2 separate regions of the Mus musculus genome follow, and region 2 is linked to region 1. Evidence: chromatin contacts called from public Hi-C data. All regions are on one chromosome and are shown on one strand. Each heading gives the region's core, a stretch centred on a gene start, on an enhancer-like site or on the middle of the called end of the contact. The rest is flanking DNA. Distances are from core to core; before and after follow the strand shown.

What was found. A called contact is a pair of places that touch in the nucleus more often than the background predicts.
Region 2: a contact with region 1 is called in a Hi-C map of muscle stem cells, with 2.7 times the contacts expected there. The contact joins the enhancer-like site here to the promoter of Inpp5f in region 1. A contact is called at or near these places in 20 of 39 promoter capture datasets (the 3T3-L1 cell line, 3T3-L1-derived adipocytes, the C10 cell line and 12 more), 1 of 15 datasets of contacts at CTCF or cohesin (large pre-B cells), 41 of 484 Hi-C or Micro-C datasets (the BV-2 cell line, the C2C12 cell line, CD4 T cells and 27 more), 21 of 115 datasets of contacts at active chromatin or transcription factors (the 230-238 cell line, the HPC-7 cell line, T-cell acute lymphoblastic leukemia and 14 more) and 5 of 9 other capture datasets (adipose tissue, bone marrow-derived macrophages, liver and 2 more).

The regions. Positions count from the first base shown.
Region 1 is chr7:128,609,745-128,612,974 of GRCm38.p6, forward strand. Inpp5f (inositol polyphosphate-5-phosphatase F) reads left to right here and starts at 1,621. Exons shown (of 20, transcript NM_178641.5): 1 at 1,621-1,947. The coding sequence starts at 1,851.
Region 2 is chr7:128,671,303-128,674,511 of GRCm38.p6, forward strand. All of the region lies in intron 9 of Inpp5f (inositol polyphosphate-5-phosphatase F), which reads left to right. Among named protein-coding and RNA genes, the nearest start is that of Inpp5f, 62 kb to the left of the region's middle. Within about 2 kb of position 1,334, at least 186 of the 459 cell types and tissues checked have an H3K27ac peak or open chromatin away from gene starts, as enhancers often do. A contact at or near this core is called in the 230-238 cell line, the BV-2 cell line, the C2C12 cell line and 32 more, where this site is marked.

The DNA of each region.
Region 1 (3,230 bases), core at 371-2,870:
GAGCGAAAGAGCAAGAGAGAGAGAAAAGCAAGAGAGAGAGAAAAGCAAGAGAGAGAAGCAAGAGAGAGAAGCAAGAGAGCGAAGCAAGAGAGAGAGAGAAAACGAAACCCCGTCCCTCTTAAGGAGCATTCTCCTTCGCCTCGGACGTGTCACTCCCTGATTGGCTGCAGCCCATCGGCCGAGTTGACGTCACGGGGAAGGCAGAGCACAAGTAGTCATAAGATACCCTTGGCACATGCGCAGATTATTTGTTTACCACTTAGAACACAGCTGTCAGCGCCATCTTGTAACGGCGAATGTGGGCGCGGCTCCCAACACAGCAGCACCACCACCAGCAGCACCACCACCAGCAGCAGCAGCACCACCATTTACTTTATATTTATGAACCTGTGCACTACACCCATACAGGAACAGAGGTCAGAAGAGGTGTCTCATCACAGTTGGTTGTGAGCTGCCCTGGAGGTGCTGGGAACTGAACCGGAGGTCCTCTGCAAAAGTAGCAAAGTACTCTTGAGCCACCCAGCTCCGGTGGTTAGGCCTCTTTTTTTTTTTTTTTTTTTTAAAGATTGCTTTAAAGGAAGACAGGAACATACAGAATTGGGAGTCTAAGAGTGTAGTAAAGGTCACGAATTCAATCAGTAGAGACTAAAATTGTCCCAAGATCACACAGAACAAGACAGACCCAAAGTCTGGAGACTGGGAGATAGGTCTAGAACTGGAAGCTTTTTCTCCTAAATCTTTCTGGTTCAGATTGACACCTGGCCATTTTACCATCTCTGAGTGACGTCCCTTTTACTGACTTCCTGTAGGCCGGCTTCTCAGACTTTGCTGTACCTTCTCCTCACTAGCCCAGCTAACTCTAAGTGTGTATTCTGTGGAGACACATCTCCACTAATGTGCATTTACTAAATGATTATTGGTGTCCAGGTTCTAATAGGAAATGCCAAAACAGAGCGGCCTCTGCTCAGCCGAGTGCTAACTTGGGGTAGAACCCTGGAGACAACCATGGCTGTACTTCTGGGCTTGGTTTGGTCTTTGCTCAGACTAGGGGTAAATGTACTCCGAGGAGGAAGGAATGTCAGGTGGATTCGGGGACTTGACCAGACTTTTCTAGGAGCTAATGGAAGGAATGAAGGACTGGCTTGCACATCAGGGAAAGATCAAGAAATGGCTGCATAAAGGGCGTCGAGCCAGTATAACCAGACTTAGGCTCAGGGCCTGCCTGAGGTCGCAGCTGGTAAGGCCGGCGAGTGGGAGAGGCAGAGGAGTAGAGGCTATAGACAGAGAGGGAGGAACTGAAAGAGGTGCGGCGAGAGCTGAAAGGAGAAAGAGGATTGAGACACAGGCTGGGAGAGGGCTGAGCCAGAAACTCGTGGGCGGGACCAGGGCGGGGCCTAGGAGGGCTTTCGGAGAACTACAGAGGGAGGCGGAGTCGGAAGGTCGGAGGAGGAGCCTGAGCAAGGGCGGAGCCTAAGGGAGAGGGGAGGAACTATAGGAGGGAAAGTTGCACGCTGAGGGGAGGAACCTGGGAGGAGGCGGAGTCTAGAGGGAGCCAGGATGAACTGTAGGAGGTGGAGTCTCAGGATAGGGGGCGGAGCCTAGGTACAGGAGTTGTGGGGGGAGGGGGAAAAGGCCTCCCGGGCCTCGGCCGCCCAAGCGTGTTCTTGGCCCGCGGGTCAGGCCCCCGAGTGCTTCCCCACTCTGTTCTTCCGTGGGCTGGGTCCTCGGAGTCTCCTTGAGGCACGGACTCTGGTGGTCTCGGTGGAGGAGGACTCCAGCATCGCTCCAGGGCGGGCCGCTGCCGTGCCTGGGCCGGGGGACCGCCGCCTCCCGGAGCGCGTGGGGCCGGCATGGAGCTCTTTCAGGCTAAGGACCACTACATCCTGCAGCAGGGCGAGCGTGCCCTGTGGTGCAGCCGGCGCGACGGCGGCCTGCAGCTCCGACCGGGTGAGGCGCGCGGCGCGGGCTGGGTGGGGCGCGCGGGCCAGCTGGAGCGCGGGGGGCGCGGCCCGGCCCCTCCGGCCCCGGGATCGCGAGGCTGGGCGGGACGCTTGGGGATGTCAGCGCTAGTCCTGAGGGGAGCGGCCGCCGCTTCGGGGAGTCCTCCTGCCTCAGGGAGGCGGGGAAGGCCGGTCACCCCCTTTAGTGCACCTCTTCCAGTATCTGGGGCCTGGGGTGCGGGGATAGGGTCCCTTATGAACCCCTCGTAGGCCTCCACCTGCAGCGTCTTCTCACGGTCCAGCGTGGGAAGTTCTGGGTTCCAGTCCCATCAGTTCAGTGGAACCTAATGCGGGACACTCCTTCTTGACATCCTTGAGTTGTTCCCGGTCACTTATTAAAGAGTGACTTCAGGACGGTTACCTCACAGGACTTGATCGAAAACTAGTGTATGAATTGCCATTTTCAAGAAGAAGTCGTGTTGGATGTCTGTCACACACAGTTAGGAGAGGTCAAAGTCTCCAGCCATCAGTTTGCTTTAGAAAACTTTGTTTGCAGTTAGTTGGCTTAAATAGTAGCTCCTGTTCTCAGACAGCTGCGGTCAGTTATCGCTCGGAGGAGTTTGGGCAGCTTCTACTTAGTTCTCCAGTGCTTTTTTCCTTCATTGGTCAACACTTTTTTACTTTAGGAAAAGTGAGACTGGAACTCTTGAACGAGCCACGGCATTGGACGTTTTCCTGCGTTCTTTGAGTACATCCAGTAGAATAACTTCAAGGGAGCTTTTTAGGTCATCCTGTTACCTCTTATGGGATGGCTTCTGAGGACAGGTCCTTTCGTGTCTTAGTGCCAATCCCCACAGCAGCCTGAAAGAGTAGGGTCAGGATCTTCTTTCTCAGGTGAGGAGAGAAGTGTGAGATCCCAGAAAGTGGAGCGGTTTGGTGACACTTTTCATCAGTGTCCATTGTGTCCTTACGGAGACCTGCAAAGTTACTCTGCTAGAGCGGTGAAGAACAACTTTTTTTCTTCTTCAGAAATATGGCTCTGGTTGTATTTTCTTGCCGCTGTATTTTATTTCCTCTTTTCAGAATGGAGGCACTACGGTGGCCACAGTAAGACTTTTGGTGACCTTGGAATAGATGATGGGCCACTTTATTCTAATCTGACCACTTTTCCTAGCCTGTCACCCTGCAAGGTGTAAAGCAGGGGGGAATTTAGCTGTAAAAGTCCCGCGGGCCAAATTCCTGGCAGCTGGAATGCATAAATGGAGGGAGCTTGGAGTCCTTCTCAGCTCA
Region 2 (3,209 bases), core at 84-2,583, 61 kb after region 1:
TCTCAGGGCTCTTAAGGAGAGCTTGGACGTGGAGAAAGGAGAATCCTAGAGCTCTGTAGGCCAGCTTGCTGTAACCAATACAGACACTGCCCCAAACAGGATGGAAGACAAAGGCCTACATCTAAGGTTGACCTCTGACCTCTGCACATGTGCTATGCTGTGTATTCACCACACAAAGATACATACATGTACAAAACAACAACGCTAACCATAATGGAAAGGGACTAACTTGATTTTTACTTTACGATTTTTTACTATTTGTTATTTCTGGTTATGCACAATTGAAACGCATGCATAAAATAAATACTTTTTAAAAAGGCATTATGAAGAGAATGAAAGGTAATTCAGAGATTAGGGGAGGCTGGAGAGTTAAGAGCTCTTGTAGAGGACCCAGGTTCCAACCCTAGAATACATATGGTGGCTCACAACCATGAGTAAGTCCACTTCCGGGGAATCTGACACCTCCTTTTGAGCTCTGAGGGCAGCAGGCACACACATGGTACACACAGGTACATGTAGGCAAAACACACATAAAATAAATCTTTAATAGTTAAGATTTGGTCTGTTATCTCGCAGCACATTTAAATGTCTTCTAAACCCATTAAAAAGGATGTACAATACAAAAAAAACTGGACAGAATAATGTAACAGGATTTTATGTACAAGGATATTTTATAAAGTCAAATCCATCAGAGAAGGTGCGTCATCTCATTAATCATCAGGGAAATGCAAATTAAAGCCATGACTCACACACTGGGGAGCTGAGGGGAACCGCTGAGAAGCGTCAAGTCTGGGAAAGGATGCAGAGCAATTAGCACTTAAATCGGCAAACAGGACTCCAAGTGTGCTCAGTCACGGGTGCTTATGCAAGAGCCTCACTGCAGCATCAGAGCCAGCGGCTGCTGAGGGCGGCATGAAGGACTGGATGTGGTCAGGAATGATTTGGTCTTATTCTGCATTGAGTTCCTTAATAATGTGTTGATTCGTGTTGATTCATGCATTATTGATATTCCTAATTGTAAGTAGCATTAGAAAGAATAAGCCATATTTAAATGCAACACAAATTGTTAAAAGGAGCAATACTGAGGTGTGCACGCCAGGAAATAACCTCTTCCCACACTTGTCCCTGCTCCCCGTTGACGCACGTCAATATCTAGAGGCGGGCGCTGAGCAGACACCTCCTGGCCTCCAGCAGGAGCCTGGCAGTGTTCATTTATCTGTGTTATCTGTGTCCTTCTCCTGGGTAATTGCTTTCTGCGATGAGGGGCCCACGGTCAGGGTGACTCATCCGTGTGGCTGCATTGCGCTAGCTCATAATTGGTTTAGGCTGGAGCTGTTTGACAGAAGGTCTGATGTGGGAAAAGCTTCCTGCTCTAATAAAAGATATACCGGAACCCACAGTGCCCCTGAGGCTGCTTTGTCAGGATTTGATGTTAGGGACTTTTGCATCTGTCTCAAGATGGTGAATGAAGCAGTCGGGCGTTTATCCAGTGTGCTGCTGGGGAAGCAATGAGGGAATGGCAGAGGGAAAGGCAGAAAGAACCCGAGTCCTCAGTGGTTTACTGAAGTCACTGCACTCAGCCTTGCGGCTTCCAGGCTTGCCTTGAGATTTGAGTTAGCAATCTATTGTTTGTAGCAAGGTCACCTGACACCCGCACATTCACCATGGGCTGAAGTCACAAAGAGCTGGCAGTGCACATACTGTTCTGCAGTGAAGTCTCTGGCTGTTAGTCTTTTCCCCAGAATTCTTAGGTTAGGCAGTGGTGGCACATGCCTTTAATCCCAACACCTCCGGAGGCAAAGGCTGGCAGAAAAAAGGAAAAGTTCTAAATTGGGAATGATGGTGTGTATCTATAATCCCAGCACTCAGGAGGAGACTATAGAGGTTGTAAAGGGGATTAGTCCAGCCTAGGCTATCCAGTAAATTCAAGGCCTGGGCTATATAAGAACTCAGTTTGAAAAAACAAATTGGTTATAATGGTGCACACCTTTAGTCCAGCACAAAGTGAGTTTGAGGCTGACCTGGCTTACATACCAAGTTCCAGGACAGCCAGGGCTACATAGTGTGACCCTGCCTCAAAAACAAAATAATCCAAAGTGAAGAGCTGGCAAGATGGCCCATCAGGTCAAGCACTTGATGGGCAAGCCTTATCACCCATGTGTACATTTTCATCCCTGGCACCCACGTAAGGGGGCGGGGCGTGAGAGCAGACGCCATAAAGTTCTCTAACTCTGCCCCCTGCACATGCTTATACATGTGCCCCCCACCGAGAGTAAAGACAATTTTAAAAGTCTAAGAATTAGGGAACTTGTTTTTGCAGAATGAATTTGTGAAGGCAAACTTGTTGAATTAAACAGCATATACACTTAAAGTTGATATTTAGCATTCAGAGATACTGCACCAGAAGCACTGAAAATCCTCAGACTTGCCCTGCCCACCCAACACAAGCAGCAGGAAATTAGAAACCGTTTTTAAGGGATCACACAGCTTCTATTCTCAGTAGCAATGGGACCCCGCTGTTGTTTTTCATGTTCACCAATGCTGACTCTGTTCAGTTATTTAAATTTACCCGTCAGTAGGTTAAAACCTCTTTTATATCCTGACATTTGCAATTTACTGTTAGTAGGGACTGTAGCATCTTGCTCACTGGGGTCTTTTGTACCCAGTTTTTTCTTACTCTGTTTATGGTACTCTATAAAGTGTTGATTTTCTGTGGCAAGTACATTCTCATGAGAGTTCCTTGTTTTGTTTTTTTAAACCTTTGCTGATAATGTCACTTGTACACAGATTTAAATTTTTCCTGTTGTCACATCGGAAACATCATCTTTGTCTTCTGGTTTTTATTTTATGCTTGGGAGGTCATGCTTCCACCTACAGCTGTGCAAAAACTACTACTTTTTTTGTGGCTTTTTTTTTTTTTTTAAATAACATTTAGGTCATTGATGTATCTAGAGTTTATTTTGTGTTTCATTAAAGAGATATAGGGAACTCTTTTATAAGTCTCTTTTCCTTGTAGACAGACAGTTGTCGTCCCAGGGCCCCTGATGGTCATCTGTGCTTGCTCACAGCAGTGTGCTTAGCTACCTACCCTTCCTGCCTCAGTGGACTCAGGTCTTTGGCCCTCAGCCTTGTTCTCCTCTGTCAGTTGCCTATCTTTAGTTTCACAGTCTTGCTTGCTACATAGACTATATAGAATTGTTCCAGATGGG